Linked DNA regions of Mus musculus: region 2 is linked to region 1. The links are chromatin contacts, called in public Hi-C maps. All regions are on one chromosome and are shown on one strand. The core of a region is the stretch at or near the end of the contact, and the rest is flanking DNA. Distances in the headings are between cores, read along the strand shown. Region 1 overlaps Pgm5 (phosphoglucomutase 5). Region 2 overlaps Pgm5 (phosphoglucomutase 5).

Region 1 (5,067 bases), core at 830-3,329:
AGCAAATGAAGATTAGCAAGTGAAGATGTGTGAACAGAGGGGTATACTGTGGGACACACTGTGACACACTACAGCTTCCACAATGAGATGTTTTCTGTGCTTTGTTGTTGTGTGTTGTTTTGAGGGGGAGATTTCAAGGGCAAAGAGCTAATATGAAGGGACAGGGAGATGAGTGAGACTGGGGTACATGAGGGAAACTCAAAAAGAATCATAAAAAGTTGTTTTTTTTTTTTTTTTTTTTTTTTTTAATCAACAGGCCCCTTTGAGTCCAACAGAAAGAATGAAAGAATTGTTTGGAGAAAATTAAACCAAAGGACCCCTTAGATGCTCTCTCAAAGATCGAATCTAGCAAATGCTACTTTAAGTGATGAGATGCTGATTGGATTTTCCTCATTAAATCATAGCCATAAAATGTGGGCAAGGGAAACAGATTGGGTATATTCGCTCATTTCTTGGTTGGAATTATTGCCCATCCCTGTTTACTCTACATCACACTGGTGTTGGGCCTGGGAGACCATGGGCTCAGAAATACCACCCCACACCCCACACCTCACACCCCACACCCCACACCCTAGTCACAGCAGCACTTACTCCCCTAGTTCCTGTGTGAATATGCAACCTTCCCTCTTTTATTAACATGATCATATAGAGACAGTAGAGTTTCATCATGAGGTGCCTCTGATTGAAGACCACTTAGAGGCTCTTTATAGTTTAGAAGACAGCCGTAAACCTATCAGCTTTTGCCAGGAGAGGTTAACTCACTGTAACTGAACTCTCTAGAAGCAGAAGGAGGGCCTCCCACCTAACAAGAAACTATGATACCATTACTCTATTTTTCATAGCAGTAGCTAACAGGTAGGTAATTATAAAGAACGGACTATGTGTTTAGTGCTTAAAGGACAAATAGGAAAATCCCAGGGAAACTGGATACTACTAGGAAATATTTTTCCAATAGTTTTCAAGACATCCTACTAACAGGCATATTTAGCAAAGCAAAGCAGAGAGCCAAGTTGTTTTCGTTTGCCATGACTACAGGGTTGCAGAACTGTTGAAGTAGAAAATTATAATTGTAGGTATCATAATACCACATGAGACTGTCTCTAATCAATCTCGCCAAGAAAGCTAACCAGCCATATAATTATATTCCATTGAGGAAAGACTCAGAGTTTGACGCAATGATTTCACTGGGTCAGCTCCTGCCTACTCTTCTGGGCATGGCTTAAATGTCATCTCCCACTGAAGAGCTTCCTAGATTCCTGCCCTACATTAGTTCTCCGAATATGTATGCCCAACTAAGTTCTCAAAATCATGTTTTCTAAGTTCTACAGTAATTACAAGTTCAACCATAATGGTGGCAATCTGTCAGCTCTCAGTGTCTGGCCACTTTTCCCAGCTGCCCTTCCTTCACAGAACCAAGACTGAAATTTTCCTACTGTTAGGATTGGAAGAGTCTCCTAGCTATGGGAACTGAAAAGACAGGACCAAGGCTACAAACAGACAGGACAACTCAGTGATAGGAGACTGTCTCGGCACTAAAATGTCCCTTGGGATGTTGGTGGTAAAAGGGACACAGCGCCTAGCCCTGGATATGAAATGATGGTAGTGGTACCAAGCCTTATTAAGTTGCTATTTCTAAAGGCAGTAGATCCTTAGTTCACCCAGAAGCCTAAAACAGTCATAGTAAATCCCATGAAGGCTAGAAAGCCATAATCAGGACAAAGGAGTCCCTGAGAATTCAAGTTGGGGTGGAGTGCCTTAGGGCTTCCTTCTTGCCTCCAACTTTTTCAGGGTCTCAGGCAGGACAGATTTCCCTGAACATTTCCAAGGCCATTGAGCAGGCCAGGGATTTATCACCACAACAGGATTTTAGGGTCAATTTGGTTGGCATGTAGAATGACTTTTTTTTTTTCCATTATCTGTTTTCTGACTCTGACCTCAAATTAAGGTCAAAGAGGGAGTCTAAGCTGCCTTAAAGAACCTTTCCCTTCCTGAACCAGAATGTATGTGTTGGTGGGGAGTGGAGGGGGATGATGGAGGAGAGGGTAATGTGAGTTGAATCACTGAGAGATGACTCAGAAACCAGAGGCCCTTTCAGATCTTCACATGACACCCTGGCAAGTATATTTTCTCTTTGCTTTTCTTGTTATATGTGACTCATCAAAGCTCAGCTCTGTTCTTTTTGTTTCATTTGTTACAGTGTTGGGGGTCAAGGTAGTAAGATGTTCACCCTCTGTTACATCCCCAGTGCTCTCAAGGTTGCTTGAGTAAGTTAAGTTAATCACTTACTAGAGTCCTTTTTTGGTGCCAGGAATTTACAGGTAATGTTTGATTTTCCTACTGATTTCACGTGGTAGCCATCTATTATTCCCATTTTCTCAGATGGATATCATAGGGAGAACAAGTAAGATAATTCATAAAGACGGTGGAAGATCACCTCGTTGGATTTAAGGCTCACTCAATATGAGAAAATGGCACCATAAACTTAACCAACTAACTCTGGCTGGTGAGGTCATGGACCTTAGCGGAGAACCTATGACTGCCACATTCCTAAACCAGTATAATTCCCAACTGCATTTAAATACTTAGACTTATACCCACAAGTAAGTGTGGCTTTCATCTTGCATCAAAAACACTTGTCTTTGCAATAGACAGAAACCATTATGGAAATCCACAACCAGCTTACAATGAAGAGAACAACAGATTTTGGCATGCCCATTCCCAACTGATACATTTATAGCACAGTCCCTCCACCTAAGGCTAAGGAAACATCATGAAAAGGGTGTCGTAGGATCAACATGAGTCTTCTGTATGTCACAAGGAGTTGTACCCATGAAATCTTAACAATGTGGTCACCTAGACTAGACCTATATAACGACAATACCAGCCAACATCCCAAAATAGATGGGGAAAATCTTAGAAGGTCCCACTTTTGGATGAAGAGCTACAGTTGGTTGATAGCTACTAAAAGAAGAGTCTGTCTTCTCCAGGGATCAGCCCCTGAGATGGGTTACCCATCTCCAAGTTGCCAGCCCCGAATAATGTGAATATGAGCAAAACTAAATGGACTCACCATGTTTATTATTATACACATACATGCATGTGACAATAAGAAATAAAGAAGAAGAGGTCGTGAGTTTGTGAGGGAGTGGGGAAACATGGGAAGAGTTGCAGAGGGAAGAGAGTAGGGAAATGATGTAAATACAGTCCTCAAGTGTGAAATTCTCACAAAGAAATACTTTTTTTTAAAAAAAAGAGGAGGGCAGAAAGATAGGCAGTTGGTAAGTTCGAGGCCAGCCTAGGATATATACCAAGTTCCAGGCCAAATTAAGCTATAGAGTAAAACTTTATTTGAAAAAATATTGTTTATTGATTTTGGTGAGAATGTAGAGACAAGGGATTCCTTATCCATTGCTGGTAAGGGTAGAAACTGGAACATCCACTATGGAAATTAAAGCTAAAAGCATAACTACAGTTTGGTAATTTTTGGTATCCTAGGTATAAAGGATTATAAGTCATTATACCCCAAAGAAACAGTTACATCTATATTTATTGCTTTACTACACATATCAGGCCAGAAATGAAACCAGCCTAGATGTCCATTAATAGATGAATGGATAAAGAAAATGTGGTATATGTACACATTGAAGTTTCATTCAACTATGAAGAAAAAGGAGATTATTACATCTGTAGGAAAATGGATGGAACTGGAGATCATTATGTTATGTGAAATAAGCCAGATGCAGACAAATTTCCCATGTTTCTTCTCATAGGCGAAGCCTAGATTTAAATTGGGGGGGTGGGTAGAAAGAGATCTAAGAGAGGGGAAGAAGAAGTCTAAGGGAAGGGGGGAACAGGAGAGAATAACTGAATGTATGTGACAGGAACACAGAAGGAAAGACTGGGAAAAGAGAGGGGAGAGCAACGGGGTGAGCGGGGTAGAAGTGGGAGATGAGTAAGAAGAAAATCTGATATATTTGCCTGAAAAATACCACAATGAAACACTTGACCTTGAATGCCATGATAGTTAATTACCAGTTTCATGCAACCTAGGATCATGTAGAAAGAATGAGGGATGTCTAGATTAGCTGTTCTATGGGTATGCCTATGGACGTTATCGTAATTACATACCTTGAGATGGGAAGAGGCACCCGTGTGGATGATGTCATTTTTCTGGGCAGAGGATTCTGCATTGGGTAAGAGCAGAGATGGCAAGGAGAGCACTAGTACACATGTACTCTTTGCCCTTACCTCCTGATATTAATGGGATGTGGCCAGCTCCCTCAAGCTTCCATGGCGGTGACTTCTCTGCTAGCTCTGCTATAATATGCTATAACCTGGAACTGTGAGCCAAACGAATCCCTTCTTCCCTAAGTTATCTTTGTATTTTGTCACAGCAGGCAGAAGGAAAATCAAGTCAGAAATTAGAACATTAAATCTTGGTTTTTGTTTTTTAGTGGTGGAGGAGTAATGCCAGTCCTTAGATTTCCCTGACTACCCACTTCAAAGTTGCCCATTGATTTCCAGCAGTACCACGAAGCACAGGCTACTACAATGCTGTGCTTACAGACAGTTTCTGCATCGAGCAAACAGCAAAGATTTTGTATGAAAGGTATTGTTGCAAGCTGTGTCTGTATCTATTTCTGTCCTCTAGTAAGTCGAGTTTAGACCACACAAGAGGTGACCAGGAGCCTCCCCTACCGTGGATCACTCACTCATCAGAACCTCAAATTTCACTATGAAATATTGAAAGGCTAGGATAAAACACAGACTCAGCACAAGGTTTTCTAGTGCTACTACACACCATATATTATTTTCAAACAATGTGCCTGTTGGAGTATGTGCATGTAGGTATGTAGATGCACACTCCTTTGGGGATAGTGGGGACAGAAAAATGGAAGGAGGAAATGATATACCCTTCCCACATGCTGACACGCAAGTTAAGGATTCTGGATACAGGGAAGGAACTAATATTTCTTGAGTGTGGATTAGTGATCAGCCACTGCACCTGGAGCTTTATAGAATTCCACCCCCCACCCCCCCCTCACCCCCAGGCATCCTCCATCACTC
Region 2 (5,358 bases), core at 2,606-5,105, 100 kb after region 1:
CTTTTTATTTAACTCATGAAGACCCAGCACACAGAATATGGCACCATTTTCAAATAGCTATCAGACACAATGAATGCTCAGAAAGTACTCTTTCAAGGAGGAGTAAATATTTGAATTGGGGAGAAATAAAATTTTGTCCAGAAAAAAAATACTGCTTTTTAAATTTGTAGTTACATCTATTTATCTCTGTAATTCTCTCTCTCTCTCTCTCTCTCTCTCTCTCTCTCTCTCTCTCTCTCATCTATTTATCTCTGTAATTCTCTCTCTCTCTCTCTCTCTCTCTCTCTCTGTGTGTGTGTGTGTGTGTGTGTGTGTGTGTGTGTGTGTGTGTGTATTTATGTATGTGTACACATATTTGGGTATGTGCACATGAGTCCAGCTACCTGCAAATGTCAGAGGTATTAGATCCCCTGAAGTTGGAATTGTGACTGGATATGAGCTGCCTGGGTGCTGGAATACAAACTTGGTACTCTCTCACAAATACTAAACCATCTTTCCAGACCCCTATAATTAAGTTTTTAAATATTATATATTTTTTCAATGTCATATTGCTTTGAAGCTGAAATCCTTAAGCCTACATTAAAGGTATTATTGGGCTGGTGAGATGGCTCAGCAGATAAGAGCACTGACTGCTCTTCCCAAGGTCCTGAGTTCAAATCTCAGCAACCACATGGTGGCTCGCAATCACCTATAATGAGATCTGACACCCTCTTCTGGTGCATCTGAAGTCAGCTACAGTTCATAGCAGTTCATAGCAGCCTTATTTATATTAGCCAGAAGCTGGAAAGAACCCAGATTTCCCTCAACAGAGGAATGGATACAGAAAATGTGATACATTTACACAATGGAGTTCTACTCAACTATTAAAAACAATGAATTTATTAAATTCTTAGGCAAATGGGTGGAACTAGAAAATATCATTCTGAGTGAGGTAACCCAGTCACAAAAGAACACACATGGTATGCACTCACTGATAAGTGGATATTAGCCCAGAAGTTCAGAATAACCAAGATACAATTTACATACCAAATGAAGCTCAAGAAGAAGGTAGACAGCAGTGTGGATAATTTTGTCCTTCTTAGAAGGGGGATCAAAATACCCACAGGAGGAGATACAGAGACAAAGTTTGGAGCAGAAACTGAAAGAAAGGCCATCCAGTAACTGTCCCACCTGGGGATCCATCTCATATACAGTTACCAAACCCAGACACTATTGTGGATGCCAACAAGTGCTTGCTGACAGGATACTGATATAGCTGTCTCCTGAGAGGCTCTGCCAGTACCTGACAAATACAGAGGTAGATGCTCTCAGCCTACCACTGAACTGAGCACAGGGTCCCCAATGAAGGAGCTAGAGAAAGGACCCAAGGAGCTGAAGGGGTTTGCAGCCCCATAGGAGGAACAGCAATATGAACTATCCAGTACTCCCAGAGCTCCCTGGGACTAAACCACCAACCAAAGAGTACACAAGGAGGGACTCATGGCTCCAGCCACATAAGTAGCAGAGGATGGACTTATGAGACATCAATAGGAGGAGAGGCCCTTAGTCTTGTGAAGGCTCGATGCCCCAGTGTAGGGGGATCCCAGGACAGCGGAGTGGGAATGGATGGGTTAGTGAGCAGAGCAGGGGGGATGGAATAGGGGAGGTTCAGAGGGAAAATGGGGGAAGGGGATAAAATTTGAAATGTAAATAAAGAAAATATCTAATAAAGAAGAAAATGCAAAAAAAAAAAGAATGAAAAAAAAAGAGAATGTAAGAGGTGGAGGACAGAGAACAGTGTGGTATTAAGTCCTGTCTTCTACATATGGCATTGCCATTGTGTTTAGGAACTCACTGCAAGTATGGTTACCTGCACCATATCGAGCAAATAAGATCAACCAATGTTCCAACAGGGAAGCACTAATCAGATTCAGTGGTTTAAAAATAAACAAAAACAGCAAGAGAGAGAGAGAGAGAGAGAACATGAATATGAAAGGAAGACATGTTAAGAGTGGAGCCTGTGGGAGAGTTAGGAAGTGATATGATCAAGATATATTGTTTACATGATGAAGATACATTGTTTACATGTATGACAATATTGAAGAACAAATAATGGTACTCTATTGTTTACATGGGCACTGTTGCTTCTAATGGATATGATAAGGCTTTCAGGAGATACTATCTGAGCAAATAATCAACTCAAAACTTTCCAAGAAAGACATGGTATAGGTATCCCAGTGCTTTTGCCACCACACAGTTTATTTTAAGCTCTTCTCTGACATTAAAAATCTTGTGCACAGGTTGTGAAGGTGAATCCAGGAGAAATTATGAGTAGGAGTTGGGGCAGTGAATAGGATCAAAGTACATTGTGTAAATATATAAATTTCTTAAAGAATTAATAAAACTACTATATTTTTAAAAACCATGTGCCTATGATAGTTCATCTTTTTCATCTAGGTGAATTACTTGTAAAAATGAGGACACCACTGGAACACAAACTGTGCCCAATCTTGTAGAGGGACTGAAAGAATAAAAGAAGGTAGCTCTATTGCTAACTATATGCCTTCTGTATAATTTTAATTGAATAAAATGAAATGAGATGCATATTCATAGTATGAATATTAGTATAGTATTCAAACTGAATCTGTAAAATAATAAATTCTGTTCTTAGTTCTTCTATAGTTTATCCACTCAAACATGTAACATTTGTCAAACTCATTCTGGTTGTTTTCCCTTTTGGGGGACAACACCTCTCTGTGGGGCTCTGGCTAGTTTCCAACTTATGACCCTGCTTCCTCAGTCTCCCGAGTCCTGTGGTTACATTGTATGCCAGACTGTTTGTTTAATTCTTGAACACTTTGCCTTTAAAAAAATACTTGGGAGTTACTGAGTTCCTTTGTGAAATCTCTGGAGACTGTACTTGGCATAGGGCAGGTGATCAAGCATGGTGTATGAAGCAGAACTGGATGGCTCTAGCCTGTCAAAGAAACTCCTACCTCCCATGGGAAATTTAACAACCCATTGCTCTCTTGACCCACATCTTTGCCTTAATTACTTAGAAATTATTGAAAAGCAAGTTTTGGTGGTCCACAGTCTACTCTGTGTATGCTATGATGCTACAAACCTTATCCTATGTTGAGAATGATACAGTTTGGAGAGTGGCTTTTGAAAGTGTCCATATCTAATTCAGAGGTTTCTCCAGTTTCTTTCTGCACTGCATATACTTTCCAACTATTCATACAGCGCCACTCTTCAGATGACTAATTCAGTCGTTTTCATGAGTATCCTTCCCTGAAGAAACCACTGATCACCAACCAGGACCCGCCACACATCCATGGACACCTAGAATCTACCATATGCATCCCTCTTGGAAAGTTGCCCCACACAGGAAAATTTTCTGACTTTTTCAAGATATCTGTTACCTCTGAATGGTTTGAACTTGTTCTCCAGGTCAAATTCTTGTCTTCCCAGTCGAGATAGGTCAATTCGAAGATCTGGACATATGGCATATTCCTCAATTGTTTTGCTGATCTGGTAGATTTTGTCTGAGACAACATCTGGTGCAGGACCTAAAATTTGACATCCAAAATGCATTTATTTTAAAGCCTCTATAATTTCTATCAGAGATGCATTACCGGCCTCCTGCACTAGCAAAGAGGGACTCTCTAAACAATGAACAAAGATTCACAAGTTCAATTAGACCATGTATCTCCCACATTGTATTTCTTCACTATGGAGAGGATATTTGATCAGCCCGGCCTGTTCAGTGTAGATGAACAACCCACATGTTTGTTTTAATCCACTTCTAAGCAATGATACATACACTCTAAAAATAGTTTTGCACCTGCTGGGGAGACCCGGTTATGTAATCAGCTTTGTTCAGGATATGAGACACAAACAGGATATGCACTTGACAGAAGTCGGAGATTCCAGATTCAAACCACAGCTCCCCAAGTGCCTCAGAACTCTGATTTCTACTCCTCACTGTTGTCTCATTGATATGTGATGCTACCCAGATACGTTCATTACTTTTTCCAGTTCATACTCGCCATCACAACTTAGTTTTTAAAAATGGGAAGTAGCTAAAAACTGCTTGATATGTTTCCTCAGGAGGTCAGATTGGCAACAGTGTTGGACTTAAATGACTTTAAATGAGCTAAGCATGAAATCAGTAGTTGGTTTTGGTCATAGACAGGACTATAGGGTCCTCATGTGAGCCTACATGTGTGAAAACATATTGGATATGTTATACGGAGCTTAATTCTCAAGAACACAAGTATTACCACCCTCTCTAAGTGGAGAAACTGAAGTCAGAGAGCAAGGTGAATCTTCATTTGTTCGTACAGTTTACCTTTAATTTTATGTGTATGGATGTTTCACCTTGACATTTTCTGTGCACCACATGTCTTTAATGGTCACAGCATCCAGAAGAGGGCATCATATCCCCCTGGAACTAGAGGTACAGACCAGAACATTGTCAGCTGCCTTGTGGGTGCAGAAGTATTTCATGTAACAGAATGCCCTCCAGGTCCATCCACGTTGTAACAAATGAAAGTCCATCCCATTCTAAGACTGGTAATATCCCATTGTGTATCTATTACCTTCTTCATCTATTCAACTATTAATAGATACTTGGGTTGTTTCTATATCTTAGCTGTCATGGTTTGTATATGCTCAGCCCAGGGAGTGGCACTATTAGAAGGTGTGAACTTGTAGGAGTAGATGTGTCACTGTGGATATGGGCTTTAAGACCCTCATTCTACCTGCCTGGAAGTTAGTCGTCCACTAGCAGTCTTCAAGAAGATGAAGAACTCTCAGCTCTGCCTGCATCATGCCTGTCTGGATACTGCCATAGTCTCACCTTGATAATAATGGACTGAACCTCTGAACCTGTAAGCCATCCCCAATCAAATGTTGTCCTTTATAAGACTTGCCTTGGTCATGGTGTCTGTTTACAGCAGTAAAACCCTAAGACATTAGCTATTGTGGGTAATGCTACAAAGAAAATAGGAGTGCAGATTTCCTTGCACTATAGTGATCCAGCATCATTGAGTTTAGAGTCAGAAGAGGGATGGCTTGCTCATATGGAAGTTCCTTTTTTTTTCCTCCATACTGTTTCCTTAATGGTCATACCAATTTGTATAACTTGACAATTATTCTAGGCTTCTCCTTCTCCCTATCCTCTCAAACATTTATGTTACTTATTTTCATAGTAGCCATCCTAGCAAATAGAAGACAATAACTGTCCATATGATTCTTGAATTTGTTATCTTATTGTCTAACTAAAGAATGTTCCACATGTCCTGGGAAAGAACATATCCTGCTGTCATGAGACAGTAAGTTCTAGTCGTGCCTGTGAGGTCTGTTTGGTATAAAATG

What was found. A called contact is a pair of places that touch in the nucleus more often than the background predicts.
Region 2: a Hi-C map of myocytes shows a contact between it and region 1, with 2.3 times the contacts expected there. A contact is called at or near these places in 5 of 484 Hi-C or Micro-C datasets (adipose-derived mesenchymal stem cells, embryonic fibroblasts, muscle stem cells and 2 more) and 6 of 130 datasets of targeted methods (the NIH/3T3 cell line, embryonic fibroblasts, heart atrium and 1 more).

The regions. Positions count from the first base shown.
Region 1 is chr19:24,718,587-24,723,653 of GRCm38.p6, forward strand. The region is part of intron 9 of Pgm5 (phosphoglucomutase 5); the gene reads right to left. Among named protein-coding and RNA genes, the nearest start is that of Gm38581, 14 kb to the left of the region's middle.
Region 2 is chr19:24,820,891-24,826,248 of GRCm38.p6, forward strand. It overlaps Pgm5 (phosphoglucomutase 5), which reads right to left. Exons shown (of 11, transcript NM_175013.2): 3 at 3,402-3,548. Among named protein-coding and RNA genes, the nearest start is that of Gm52405, 35 kb to the right of the region's middle.